Linked DNA regions of Mus musculus: region 1 is linked to region 2. The links are chromatin contacts, called in public Micro-C maps. All regions are on one chromosome and are shown on one strand. Each heading gives the region's core, a stretch centred on a gene start, on an enhancer-like site or on the middle of the called end of the contact. The rest is flanking DNA. Distances are from core to core; before and after follow the strand shown.

The links. A called contact is a pair of places that touch in the nucleus more often than the background predicts.
Region 1: a Micro-C map of embryonic stem cells shows a contact between it and region 2, with 9 times the contacts expected there. The contact joins the promoter of Tmem163 here to the promoter of En1 in region 2. A contact is called at or near these places in 1 of 39 promoter capture datasets (embryonic stem cells) and 1 of 484 Hi-C or Micro-C datasets (embryonic stem cells).

The regions. Positions count from the first base shown.
Region 1 is chr1:127,676,147-127,679,436 of GRCm38.p6, reverse strand. Tmem163 (transmembrane protein 163) reads left to right here and starts at 1,416. Exons shown (of 8, transcript NM_028135.2): 1 at 1,416-2,006. The coding sequence starts at 1,808.
Region 2 is chr1:120,600,902-120,604,204 of GRCm38.p6, reverse strand. En1 (engrailed 1) reads right to left here and starts at 1,718. Exons shown (of 2, transcript NM_010133.2): 1 at 284-1,718. The coding sequence starts at 1,172.

The DNA.
Region 1 (3,290 bases), core at 167-2,666, 7.1 Mb before region 2:
TGCTCCTGTCCCCAAGACCACAGTGAAAAAGAAAATATAATTTTCAAAAAAGCAGAATATTAGGAGGGGGATGAAGTCTAAAAGCCACTGCGTTAACGTTTCAGCCAACTCTGTTGCAGCCTGTGACATCGACCTCCACAGTGCTCAAGGCCTGGATATTTTTGTTCTTGGGGTGATTCTTTGACTACCGTTGAGAGGGCAGCCAATGGAATCATCTGGAACAAAAAAGAAAAAAGAAAAAGGAAAACAAAAACAAAACAAAAAACAACCCCCACAATCCAGGATGCGAGAGGACGGAGGGCTCTGTACATGTGAAGCATTTGTACCAAGAACAGCGTCAGGATCAGTGGTAAAAACTCTCTCTCTCTCTCTCTCTCTCTCTCTCTCTCTCTCTCTCTCTCTGTGTGTGTGTGTGTGTGTGTGTGTGTGTGTGTCTTAAGCCCAGTGAACATGGCGTTTAATTTTCTTTAAAGAAAAGAAGGGGCTGTTGAAAATTTCATTTTCTTCATAGGAAAAAAAAAAAAGGAGTGTTGAAATGACCTAGTTCGATGCTTTCAGTTTACAGTTGAAATTATTGTTTAAAAAAAACACAACGGAAGACCGAACTGGAGCCGAGATCACTCAGATCTGATCCCAACAAAATGTGACTCCCTTCTCATCTCTGGAACCCCACAGAGACATTTAAATCATATCCTGACTTCTATGTTCCCTGGCAGAGCGGAAACCAAGAAAGGAAACCGGTTACTCTCAAAAGAAAACAGGGTGGATTCCTTTAAATGAAGGAATTGGCATGTTAGAGTACTCAGATGAAATTTAGAGACTGATACCAACCTATTGATAAAATCTAGACTCTCTAGAGCTCGGATGTAAATGCAATCAATCGGGTCCCCAATCCGTTAGGCGGCCGGTTCGCCTGTGGGTCTTCCCCAGCCGGCCCTGTGGACCAGGTTGCAGCTTCGCTGGGGAGACCAGGCTCACTGCCCAAGTGTGGGAAGTTGTTATGGTCAGAGATGAAGAACAGGGGTGAGCATCCGCAGCAAGGGGACGGATCCTGAACGCTTAGAGAGGTTGACAGATGGATGGGAAAGGCCCAAGGATAGTCGTAATGGGAGGTCTGGGGGAGGGGGGGACAAGCCACGGTTCCAGCAGCACCTCAATCTAAGTTGGTGCAAGAGAGAAACTGAGATGAGAGTTAAAGCCATTTAAGGGCAGCAGATCCAGAGGCTGGGGAACAGGTGAATCCTGGTGCCTGCTTGGGCAGGCGGGGACAAGGTGCAATCCTTGTAGCCTGTGTGGCTCCGGGAGAGAAAAAAGGCCGGATGAGCTGCGATGCCCTCTCTCCTGCCCACGCGCGGCCACAGGCTCCGAGGACTGCAGAGTAATTAGGGTGGAAGGGTCCCTCCTGGGCACCAATCCGCGACGTGAGTGGGGGGCGCGTCCTCCGTCACGCCCTCACCCAGCCCTGCGCTACCCGCAGGCTGGTCCCCACGCCCCCTAACAGTTCCCTCAGCTTCCACGCGTCTGGACCGTCCGGGGCCCTCCCTCTCCACTCGCCTGGGTGCATCGATACCAGTGCCCGGGCTTAGCGCCTCGGGGCGGGTCCCTGCCGCCCGCACCTGCCCCCGGGGGCGGAGCGCAGCGGCGACAGCGCGGCACCAGCCTCCGCCACTCGGTGTGCTAGCGGCGGACCTGCCGCTCACCGCGGTACGGGCGAAGCTCTCTCTCGGTGCCCTCGGTCTCTGGCACTTTGGACTTCGTGTCTCCATCGTGGTCGGCTTCGCCTCGGGGGATCTGCAGCCCCGGCGCCATGGAGCCGGCTCTGGGCAGCGAGCGCCGCAGCCCCCCTGGCCCCGGAGTCCCGCGGCCGCCACCGCGGGGCCACGCGCCCTCGACCGCCGCCCCCGCCCCCAGCCCGGCTCCGATGAGCTCCTCTGTGCAGTCTGATGAGGAAAGGCAGCCACGGATCAGCGAGAGCGGCCAGTTCAGCGACGGGTTGGAAGACCGAGGTGAGCTACCACCGCCCCGCGCTCCTTCCTCTCCGCCCCTCTCAAGCCACCTGTCCCCTATTTGCGGAGCTTGGTGCAAAGAGCGGAAGCGACTATTCCACCTTTCGGGATCCATGAGGGTCGGGCAGCGGTGCCTCCCGAGAGCCTCTTTCAGTTTTCCGATCTCGGAGGGTGCTTAGGCCAGCCTTCTCCGGTGCTCGCGGGAAAAGTTTGCAGACAGGGTTCTTAGTGTCTTACGGGGGACCAAGGGATTCCTCTCGGTGCTGGGAGATGTGGGTTCCAAAGCATCCCGCTGCGCAAGCCCAGCCACCCGGGGAAAGTTATTATTATTATTAATTAATTTTTTTGGTTAGTGGCAGAGCACCCGGTAGGGTGACAGCTAGGGTCCCCTTAGCCTCTGGACGTGCGTGGGGCCGAAGCTCCCTGGATCCTGGGTCACAGCGGTCACCGCCCCATAGTGTGAGGGTGCTGGCAGAGAGGTTAGGATGTTTGGGGTCTGGCTACCAACCTGATCTGCACAGATGCTATCCGCGCTGATACTTCCTGGAGAGAGTGTGTCCAGCTCTGAGTCCTTCCTTGGACGCTGGCCTTGTACCCGGTGCGTCCCCTGGAAGGCATCACCATCTCCCGCTTACAACCACTGTCTCCTTAGTGGGGCTGCGTCGAACGTTAGGGATCCCTCATTCCCCCACCTGGCTCTCCTTCCCCATCCTGCTCTAGCGGCCTTCAGCTTGGGTTCTTTGCGAAGACGACCGCATCTACACCATTCCCCTTTCTTGCTGCTTCTTAATTGGCCCCCCTCGAAAACTATCAACGGTGCTGCTGAAACCGTTGCTGGCGGATTTGGGGGTCTCTGCAGCACGGTCTTTTCTCAGGCAGCCGACTCTGTACACCTCTATTCATTTTTTTTTCCTTTTTTCTTGGAAGCTTTCATCTGTCGACTGTAGAGTGCTTATATTATTTTAGTTCTGGCAGGTTTCTGTCCTATTCTTAGTACCTCCTGAACATCTTTATATTCCGGTTTCGCGTTGGGATACAGGATCTCTTGCTTAGAGATTCCGAATTGTAGCGTGTGAAACAGGATGACATGGAAACAGATTTCCCAGAGAAACAGCAGAGATGCTGTGTGCGGAACTGGAGCCGCTCCAGCTTGGAACGAGTTCTGCACCCGGGTTGCAGGTCCTTTCCCTGTTCCCACAGAACCCGATAGCCTTAGAGACAGGAGAGTGGATGGCATCATCAGAAAGCCAGAAAAGCCTCTCACTTTAATTCTGGGGTGTGAGA
Region 2 (3,303 bases), core at 469-2,968:
TAATAAAATAAAATACAAAAATGACCTCAGGGCTCAGAGTTCGTAAAATCAAAGGACAAAAACTGGAGCCTCCTGTGCGTGCCAATAGCTGTAACTTCCTTGGTCGAATAGGCCAACATGGCAGGGCAGAATCGAGCACAGGATCGGTTGTGACTAGGACCCGGGGCAAGAGAAATAAAACGTGAAGCTGATGGAGCTTCAAACTGGACTCTCCCGGGCGTGACGGCTTGAAATTCTAGAGCATGGCCTGGACACATATGCACATCCCGGCTCGGGTACTCACCAGAGGACGGACGGTCCGAATAGCGTGTGCAGTAGACCCAGGCGGGCCACACTAGGGGTTGCTGTGAGTCAGTCTTGACCACCGGCCCACCGTTAGCCGAACCCATGAGTAGGATCGCAGGGTTGTGTTCCGGGAACTTGGCGCCCTGCGCCCCGGGACTCCCCGCGTTGCCTCCACTACCACCGCCACTGTCCGAGGGCTTCGAGGCTGCTGCCGCCGCTGCCGCCACTGCCGCTGCAGCCGCTGCTGCGGCCGCGGCCGCCGCAGCAGCCGGGTTCCCGGCTTTGGATGCGCCGGCGCTGACAGCGGTGGCGGGCTGGGAGCCGTCGGGTGGGCCACAGTTCGCATCTGGAGCACACAAGAGCGAGGCAGCCCCCGAAGCTCGTGTGCCCAGAGAGTGAACGGGGTCTCTACCTGCACCAGTCTGGCCTCGGTCACGCTCCACGCGGCTTCCTCCTCCTGCTGCTGCGCCTCCTCCGGCTGCAGCCGAAGCCACCAGGAGCTGAGGCAGGGGCTGTTCCTTTTTGCAACCGAAATCGGGCCTTAGGATGTTATCGATGAAAAAGTTGGTGGTGCGGTGCAGCTGGGCCGCGGGCTGCGGCTGGTGAGCAGGCGCCGCGAGATGCTGCGGTGGCGGCGGCGGCGGCGGCGGCGGGGGCGGGGGATGCGGGGGGAGGTGCGGGTGATGGGCCAGGGGCGGCAGACAGGGTGCCGCAGGAGGCGACGGGGGCGCTGGCTGCGGGGACACCGGCACGCTGTCTCCATCGCTGCCGCTGCTGCCGCTGGCTCCTGGGCTCAGACTCAGACTGAGGCCGCTCGGGGCCGCCGCTGCCACCGCGCCGAGGCCCGAGTCGCGCTGACTTTTAGGCTCCGGCTGCTGTTCTTCCATGCTCGGCCGCCCGGCAGCCCTGGCCGCGGCGCCGGCCCCCGCCCCCCGCGCCTCGCTCCCCACCCCACTTTGCCAGCGGGCCCGTGGGGGTGCGCGGAGAGGAAGAAGGCAAAGCGAAGCCTCAGCGAAGGCACAGGGCGGATGCAGGCGGAAAAAAGAAAGGCGAGCGTCTGGCCTGGCTCTCGCCCGCTCTGGTGGAGCAAATCTCGCTCTCTCCCTCTCTCTAATTTGTAGACATCCAGATACAGTGAAGACACTTGGCTATTATTTTCTTTTCTTTTTCTTTCTTTCTTTTTTTTCTTTCAGCAACAAGATTTCAGTGATTGGTCTTAATGGGGGGATAAGCCACGGCTCAGAAAAAAAAAAAAAGAGGGGAGAAAAAAAAAGAGAAAAAGGAATTTTTTTTAAAGCTCCGAGACTTTTTCCTTAAAGGGAAAAAAATAATCTTTAAAGTCTAGCCATCTTCCTAGGCAGTAGAGGGGTTTGACTTCCCCAGTGTCACGCTCAGCTGTGCCCAGAGAGCGAGGCTGGCAGCGCCTTTAATCGTCTTTGCTTTTTTGCAGGGAGAGCGCGTCTCCGCCAGTGCCGGGCTCCCTTTTCCCCCCTGAAATCTCTGACAGCTCGGATCTTTGCACAAACTCTCTCGCTTAAAAAAAAAAAAAATCACCCAGGCACACTTTTTGCCTTCAAACCGGAAGCACGTGAGTCAGGGCCGCACGTGTGTGAGACCAATGGCGAGCCAGAACTCGCGCTGACACTCAGGGTTCGGCCCAATGGGCGCGCGCGGGACTTTGCGGATAAATAATCCGGGGGCGGCGGCCGTGGGTGGAGAGGGGGTGCAGAGGCTCAGGCCCCGTACGTCCGGCCTGCCCTGCCCCCATTTGTGCCCACGCCCCTCCCCCCTTCAGATCCGGACTGAAGAGGGCATGAAGAGATCCGAGAAAGCTAGAATTTGGGATGTAGACAGATAAGAGAAGCAAGTCCACAACTTGTTGGAGAAATACAGGACTATGGGTTCGTGTGTGCTGGGAACAACGAGAAGCGGCAGGGATTTGGGATACCATACACCCCCCTCCCCATCCCCGGTCGCCGATTTAGTTTATATTCTTATATTCCCACGTTCTCTCTCTGTCTCCCCCCCCCCTCTCTCTCTCTCTCTCTCTCTCTCTGTGTGTGTGTGTGTGTGTGTGTGTGTGTGTGTGTGTGTGTGTGTGTGTGTGAAAAACCAAGAGATCGGGCATGAGCGAAAGACTTAGGGCTAGCTACCTTCAGAGGTGTCGTTTGTTTCCCACTAATGGCAAACCCAAGAGGCCTGCTACACCTTGCTGGCACTGTTGGTTTGTGTCAGTGGCTAGCCACACTGTCGCTGAGAGATTCGTAACTATGCCCTTCCCTGTCTGGATCACCAACACCCACAAGCTGTCCGGACGCTGTGGAGCCACGTCCAGAGGCCATAGAAGAGCCCTAGTGCATTCTGCCCTTTTCTTCCTTGGCTAAGGGAAATCCGGATTGCCCTAGCCCGGTAGAGTTGTCTCAGAAGAGCACCTAAGCCAGGCGACATGATGTGCCTCCTTGCAAGGCCTAGGTTTGGGTTTCAACTTCAGTGAAACCTCTGTGTTAGATTTCCCTGCAAAGTAAAAATCAGAACAATAAAACTACCGCGCTTCAAATGTTTGCCTTGGCCGGCTGAAGATTCAACAACGGGTTACCCTAATTCTAAGCTGAATTCGCTGGAATTGCTGCCCACTCCTGGGCATCTTGGGGTGGGGCCCTGAGCACTTTCGCCTCCAGTCGCTTCCACGCTGCTGTATTCTGGGCATTTCCTCTTTTCCCGAGTGAAATACCTCAAAAGTTTTTCCTCAACCCAGGTTAGAGAGTGAAGGGTGATGCTGGACGCCGGAGAGATTTCCTGGAGAGCTGTTTTGGAGGGTCGGGTACGAATAGACTGTTGAAGCCTTCAGTCCAAGAAAGCCTTCCACAGAGGAGGCCTTTCCCACCCAATGTCCTGTTGGAGATCCTGGCAGAACTACACTTCCCTGATCACCATCCCCAAATGTCATAGTTTCTGACTACCTCATAAGAGTTACACTCTCTACCCCTAGTTAAAAAAAAAAAAGTAAGATTTTATTTA